Linked DNA regions of Ovis aries: region 1 is linked to region 2. A link is a contact called in public Hi-C data. All regions are on one chromosome and are shown on one strand. Each heading gives the region's core, a stretch centred on a gene start, on an enhancer-like site or on the middle of the called end of the contact. The rest is flanking DNA. Distances are from core to core; before and after follow the strand shown.

Region 1 (3,386 bases), core at 393-2,892, 160 kb before region 2:
GAACCCAGCTCAGGTTCGGGGCAAGTCACAGATGGTCTTGGAATCAATCAGGCAACCAAGGGAACGTGATAATTTCTACAGGTCCGCCACCAGAGGGCAGAGCATCACCACAGGAAATCTTGAGTCCGCTGTCGTGGAGCCCACCGCCCAGCACTCTGGGGTGAATTCTCCAGAATGCTGGGTTGCAGCTCTTCCAAATTGTTTCCCTGCAGCCTGGCCCAAGATCTTGGAGATCATGATAATAACTGCAGACATTCCTCCTCTTCAGATCCCTCGCCCCAGGCTACACCCACACAGGTGTCTAGACATTTCCGTGCCAGGCACCATTTGTTTGATGAGGAGAAAAGTCAGGGAGAGGTTGGGACAGAGGAACCATAATACTAGCCAAACAGCATCCCAGGCTGGGGACTGTCATTTCCCGCTGGAGCCCCTGGATATAGAACATGTTCACTTGATGCAGAAAGGGAAAGGAAGGCACATCAAGATGAGACATTGGTTTGCTCCTCTGTGTTACTGCTGCATTTTCACACCTTAGACCCTGGAAGCTTAGGTCCTAATTGAGGGCCCTCATCAGAGCAGATTGTAGTTGTAGGGCATTTGGACAGCCCTTCACTCACTGGCATAAAGTGGCATAATTCCTAAATCAGCATGCCCATCTCCTAGATCCTCCTTATTGATTTTACCTTTTCAACCTTGTATGTCATGAAAACAAAGATCAGAGAGGGTTTTAGGGTGAATGGCAACAGAACTCTTGTACTCCGTGCCTCTGTCAGGGTTTAATAAGTGGGGTTATCTGTGGCTGTGCAGAGAAGGCTCAGAGTGGTCCCATTCAGGTGACATCAGTTTCTGGCTTCCCCATCACCTCTACCATGAGCAGGATAAAACAGTGCCAGGAAGGCATAGTGCAAAGCGTCTTGGGCCAGAGAATAGGGCCCTTTCACCCTTGGTTTACTCCTACCTTCTGGGGAAATAACTAAGTGGTCTGGGCTCTCCTTTCTTGAATTTGACGATGATAGCTCCTCTTGAAGGTCAGTATTGCAGGGGAGACAAGTTTGGTTTTTTTTTTAATCTTGGAATTGTCTATCCCATTTCAAAACGATCCCTGCTCAAGCCTCAGGAAGACAGCTATATGAAGAATGAGGAATCAAGATCGGCTGAATAGAGGTTATCAGCCAAGGTCATGGATGGTGTGAAATCTCAGATTAGCCTGATTTCGCTCTGTGTTCTCACACGCACACTTCCTGTCCCGGGAGTTTAATTAGTTTCTTCTAGCACAGGAAATGTGGCACATCCGGAAATACCTCATACTTAGTGTATTATTAACCTACTGTGAAACTCCTCTTGTTCTGATGATCACCTTAAGCAACGTCTCACGGGAAAAATCTCTGGCAGGCAGTCTTGGGAGCAGTGTTTTAGCCATAGCCATGTTTCCTCAACATCCCAGCTCACTTTGGGGTCATTTTTTTCCCCAGTACAGTCTTGGGCAAATCACTTACCCTCTCTGGTTGTCATGATGGTTGCAGCATTTTTAAACTGAAAGTCAGAAGAAAATTGTCTTCTGCTCCCTTGCTTCTTCTCGGTACTACCTTCTTGCTTCCTCTCACTCCCCATCCCCCACAGCAGATTCTACATTCTAGCCACTTCCTGCCCTAGATACACGCAATGCTCTCTGCTTTGAATTCTTTCTTAAAACATGTGCTTTCCTGCTAACTCCCACCGATCCTTTGGGACCCAGCTTTGACGTCATCTTCTCCAGGAAGGCACCCCTGCCGTCTCCCTGCCACCACTTCCCCTTTGATTTCCCTGTTCTGTGTGCCCACAGCACCTACACACCCACCGCCACGGACTGCCCTTGTCTTATTAATTTGCCTTCCCTTCTGGACCGTCAGCTTACTTTGCACATCCAAACTCAAGCTCTGGTCCTCATTACTGTCTTTGCTGCTAGGTTCAGTTTTTAGTAGAGATTTACGTGCTCCTCACCCAGACCCTGCTTTGGATGCCAAGTAGAGAGTCCTGGCTATGCTCTTAGATACTCCTGCCATTGCAGCAGAACTATAATTCGGAGAAACCAAAGTTTTGGTTTCCATCCCAAAGGTTGGGCTTCCCTCATAGCTCAGTTGGTAAAGAGTCTGACTGCAATGCAGGAGACCTGGGTTTGATTCCTGGGTCAGTAAGATCCCTTGGAGAGGGAAATGGCAATCTACTCCAGTATTCTTGCCTGGAGAATCCCACGGACAGTGGAGCCTGGCAGGCTACAGTCTATGAGTCGCAAGAGTCGGACATGACTGAGAGACTAAGCACACCAGAGGTTGAGGGGATATTTTTGAATAGTTTCTGTTGAGAACTGAAAACTTTCCAAGAACAGGAAAAACCACATTCATCTCATGAAGTTGACAATGGACAGGGAGTTTTCATGTGCACTTTAATATTCCCAAGTAGCCTCAGACACAATGATCTTCTTTGAGAGATTAGGAGACTAAGGCCCCGAGAGGGACTGACTCAACGTTCCAGAGACAGGAAGTCATGAAGCTGTGACTAGAAGTCAGATGGCATCCCAACCCCGGTCTCCAAGTCAGGGAAAATATGCTTCCTCACACTTCCTCCCACCTACCATGCTTCTCAGACACTGTTGTCTGTCATGCCTGCGAGAGCCCCAGAAAGAGTCACAGAGGCAGGTGATGGGAGCAGACGGCTTCCTGCGGTCTCAGAGAACACCGTGTACTCTGTCCCTCCTATCTCAGCAGTGCATCGATTCCATACTTGGAAAAATCAATATTGGCAAGGACAGGAGAAAGGTTTGCTCAAACACGTTTGTCACTTGAGGTGCCTTCAAACACATTCACACAGCAGTAGCCCTCAGACTCTGTTCCCCCATCACAGCTACTTACTCAGACCAGACTTCCTGCTATGGGCAGAGCCGTGTGTGGGGAATGGGGTCATGGAAGTTCAGGGTCAGAGGCGTCTCAGAGGCCCTTCAGCCCAACTCCCCCGGCACGGTTGAGGAGTCTGAAGCCAAGAAGTGAATGACGTGCTCAGGGTTACTCAGCTAGGGGGGCAAGAGGACCAGGATATGAATTCAAGTCCTTGGATGTCATCCCCGTGCCCTCACATCTGGATCACATTATACATGTCTGAGTGGTCAGGAGGCCTCCTTTTCTTCCCTGCAGAAAAGTGTCAGACTGCCCAGGCCCCTGTGTCTGGCGCTCCTCTGTCAGAAGTCAGTGCCTGTATGTAGGGAGTGTAGAGCAGTGGTTAAGAACAGAGGCCTGGGACCGATGGGCCTGAGATTGTAACCTGTTTCTACCAGAAAACTATTTAACTCACCTGTCTCCTAGTTTCCATATCTGAAAATCAAGTTATGTGCCAAGGATTGATTTAATGACATA
Region 2 (3,540 bases), core at 688-3,187:
CTTTGGAATAATGGTCATAGCTTCCGAGCACTGCCACATATTTGTTTAACTGTTTAAACCTCTCAGCAACCCTGCAAAGTTGGCGCTGTAATTCCTGTTTCACAGATGAAGAAACTGAAACACAGACAGGTTCAACGGCATGTTTAAGTTCACAAAGCTAGAATGGAGGCACCCGGATTCTCACCCCAACCCTCTGGTTCCAAAGCCCATGCTCTGACCACAATGAAATGCAGATTCTAAATGCTGAGAGTTTACTCCTAGGTTTTAATGGCCAAAATAGCAAAACCACATCCTGGGCTGATCTTCACAGGTACGACCTGACATGCGCAGATGTGTATTTGATTGTGATTGTGATTTTGAGTGTATAAGCCATGCAGTGGGGGAGCAGGGTTGCATTCTGCAGTTTAGCTGGTGTTTGTATATCTGCTATTTCTTCTCCAACACAAGCTTCCAGAGAGGAGGCAGTACTCTCCATGATTTTATTCTGCCTCTGGAGTCTAATCTAGGGCTTATCATACAGTAGATGACCCACAATTTTAGAACTGAGTTGTATTTTCATGTGTAAAGTCAGTTCTCAAGCTACACACCTCCTTTAAAGCTTCTGTTGTTTGCCCCGACTTCTCCTAGCCTCCTGACGCACACCTACTCTCTCACAGAACAGGTGCAGTTCAGTAGAATGTAAGCAAATCAGCTATGAATGTCAAAACAGGATTTAATCAATTATTAATTTGGGAGAACCAGGAGAGCAAAAAGTAAATACCCCAATGAGGTCATGCTATGAAAAATGTGAAAGTCTCTTAGACCTAATATTTAATTTAGACTTACTGTCTGAGTTACTTCCCAGCTTCCCAGATGCAAGCCAGAGACCATCAGACAAGACTTGTGATGATACTCAGCAGCCATAGAAGCCCAATGCAAAGGCCAAAGAGGAACCACTCCCTTGGGACAAGTGCCCAGAGGGCAGAGGCTGCAAAGCTTCTCCAAAGAGACCAATTAGCTTAAGTGTAGGAACCAGAGAGCCTGAGCCCTGACATCTGGGTAAGTCAGCCTGCCAAGTCAGGGCTTGGTCTGATTCTGTAGGAGGCTGGGCTCTGAACCAGCATCAGCATCAGACTCTAACTTGCTCCATTCTCTCCAGGCCAGCCAGAAGGGAGATACAGCATGGAAACATTACCTAGGGCTGAGGCGAGAGGGCTGAGGCTGTAACAGTGTTTAGGTGTCAGGGCCACAGCGAAAGCCAAAGGGGAGAGCGAACAGAGGACGGAGGAGTGGAAAGGCAGTGAGGGAAACAGCTTCAGAGCATGAGTTTCCCGGCTCACTCAACTCACTTCACTTCCCCTGCTAGTTCTTGGCACCCATGTCATCTTAGCCACTGTCCCTGATCCCAAAAAACTGCCTTCCTATAGCCTCCCAGTGATTTCTCTCTCTCTCTCTCTCCCATGCTTCTGCCAAGGGACCTTCTTCCCTTGTTCCTCTGAGCCTCTAGACTCAGTTTCCTCTCCTCTGGTCCCTCTCTGAGAAGGATGTGTCCACTCCTTGCTCGGCATCCCAAATACATAAAGCAGACTCAGCTCCCAGGGCCAGGAAATCCATGGAGGTTTAGGATACAGAACAGAATCTCTTAGTTACTTAATGATGCTCCAACAGGGGACATCTCAGAGCCCAGTGGGAACAAGTTACCAAAGTGTCTCTTATAAGGCTGGGTCCAAACCTCCAGAAGGGCATCCACACCAACCAGACCCCACCTGGGATGCGGTGGCAGGGGGGGGAGGGGCGGGAGGGTGGTAGTGTGGGGAGAATCAAGGTCCAGGCAGGTCCTAATGTACCAATGCTCTATCACGGAGTTGATGGATGGTGATTGGTCCAGCTGCCTGCAGAGCTTGCTGATGAGCTGCTACCCAGGGAGGAAGTGCTGCCAGTGAGCACAGAGCAACTCTGCAACAGAAAAGGAAGTGGCAGGGAGATACTCCCACCTGCCAGTCAGTTGGGGCTGGAACCCCCGCCTCACTGAGCACACTACAGCCTCCCAAGTGGGTGCAAGTTACTTTAAGTGACACATTCTTCCCTACTCCTCACATTTTTTCCCCAGATCAAATCTGATATCAATGAGCATCCAGGACAGCCCTAAACCAACACCATTGACTTGGTCATTGAGAAAGGTCTAAGAAGAACTGGTACATGGCCCATTCATTTCATAGATTCTTGGGTGGTGGGGTGCAGGGTAGGCCTTCTCCATCCTCTGCAGTCCCTGGCTTCTGCAAGGCTGGTGCTGGTGATGGAGCCCCCACATCTTTGTGAGACTGCCCCCTCCACTGGTGGACAGTTCCCAAGCAGCTCAGAGTTGGTGAGCTCTAGCTGTGTGCCACACTCTGGCTTTCCAGGAGTGTGCCACAGCTGCTTTCCAGGAGTTCTCTAACTCTCCCAGGTAAGTACTGTTATGGTTCCCAGATTCAGATAATGAAGCTCTGGCTTACAGAAGAGGACTTCCTTGTCTAAAATCACAATAGCTCAAAAGTGGCCGGACCAAGACTCACACTCTGAGTTATTTACTAGAACAGGGTTGTGAACTATCATCCCTGCCTGGAGATCAGTGAAATTATGCAGGAGGAAAGGTGGAGGGAGGTGGGATCTGTGATGGTCTGGGGTGTATTTACCTTATTCAGAGGAGGCAGCTGCCACCCAAGTTCTATTTCTTGTTCCATGAGAGAATATGAACCTAGGTGATCAGATCTTCATATCTGAGGTTTTAAGTATAGATTTATAAACATAATCTCCCAATTGCATTTGGTTATTGACAAAAATTTTTTTTAAATTGTGGTGCAGGCCAACACTGAATAGGTCTCATAACCACATCTGAGAGCAGGCTCCTGATGGTGCTCACTGTAATGCTATTCTAAAGCCCAGGGTCTTGGCCACTGGGATTTGCTGTCTTCAAATGACTGTGTAGGTCTAGCTCTGGTGAACTGGAATTTTTCTTCTTGTTATTTCATCTATGGCCTCAGTTCTGACATCAGGAGCAGCAGGGATTCCAAATCACTCTTCCCCTATCCTCTTCACTAGACTAAATACCCCAGCCTTCTTAAGCATCCTCTTTTGGTTGGTTGGCAGGACCTTTGCCATGCTGACCCCAGATTCACCCTTGCTCACTCTCGTGACTCCCTAAATCCACTGCTTGGAACTGAGCCCTACCTTCCCTGAATGGTCTTTGTCATGTAGAGCAAGGCCGGCTCTCTGCCCCACCAAGATTCATCCAAGAATGGGACCCATAGTCACTTGCCTTCTTTGACGGTTGACAATTTGCCTCATGTTTAGTGAAGGGTTCCTAGCCCCTCTCCCTGGTGCTCATTGTCTCTCTTGTGGGGAGTGTCACCCTCAGCCACCAGCCCATCACCAGATGGCCCTGAACAATCACTCCAGTCCTTACAGGGACCGCCCCGGGGTTAGCCCTCTAACACCCATGGCTGTGAAATCCACGCTTGGCTAAACTTCCCTTCAGAGAAGAGAGCCCTTGGCACCAATAATCCAGCTCGCTGAGTTGTG

Evidence for each region. A called contact is a pair of places that touch in the nucleus more often than the background predicts.
Region 1: a Hi-C map of liver shows a contact between it and region 2, with 5 times the contacts expected there. The contact joins two enhancer-like sites. A contact is called at or near these places in 7 of 16 Hi-C or Micro-C datasets (blood, hypothalamus, liver and 3 more).

What each region holds. Positions count from the first base shown.
Region 1 is chr1:88,112,942-88,116,327 of ARS-UI_Ramb_v3.0, reverse strand. No RefSeq gene overlaps it. Among named protein-coding and RNA genes, the nearest start is that of TRNAK-UUU, 81 kb to the right of the region's middle. Within about 2 kb of position 1,642, at least 9 of the 54 cell types and tissues checked have an H3K27ac peak or open chromatin away from gene starts, as enhancers often do. A contact at or near this core is called in liver, where this site is marked.
Region 2 is chr1:87,949,053-87,952,592 of ARS-UI_Ramb_v3.0, reverse strand. No RefSeq gene overlaps it. Among named protein-coding and RNA genes, the nearest start is that of KCNA2, 37 kb to the right of the region's middle. Within about 2 kb of position 1,937, at least 5 of the 54 cell types and tissues checked have an H3K27ac peak or open chromatin away from gene starts, as enhancers often do. A contact at or near this core is called in liver, where this site is marked.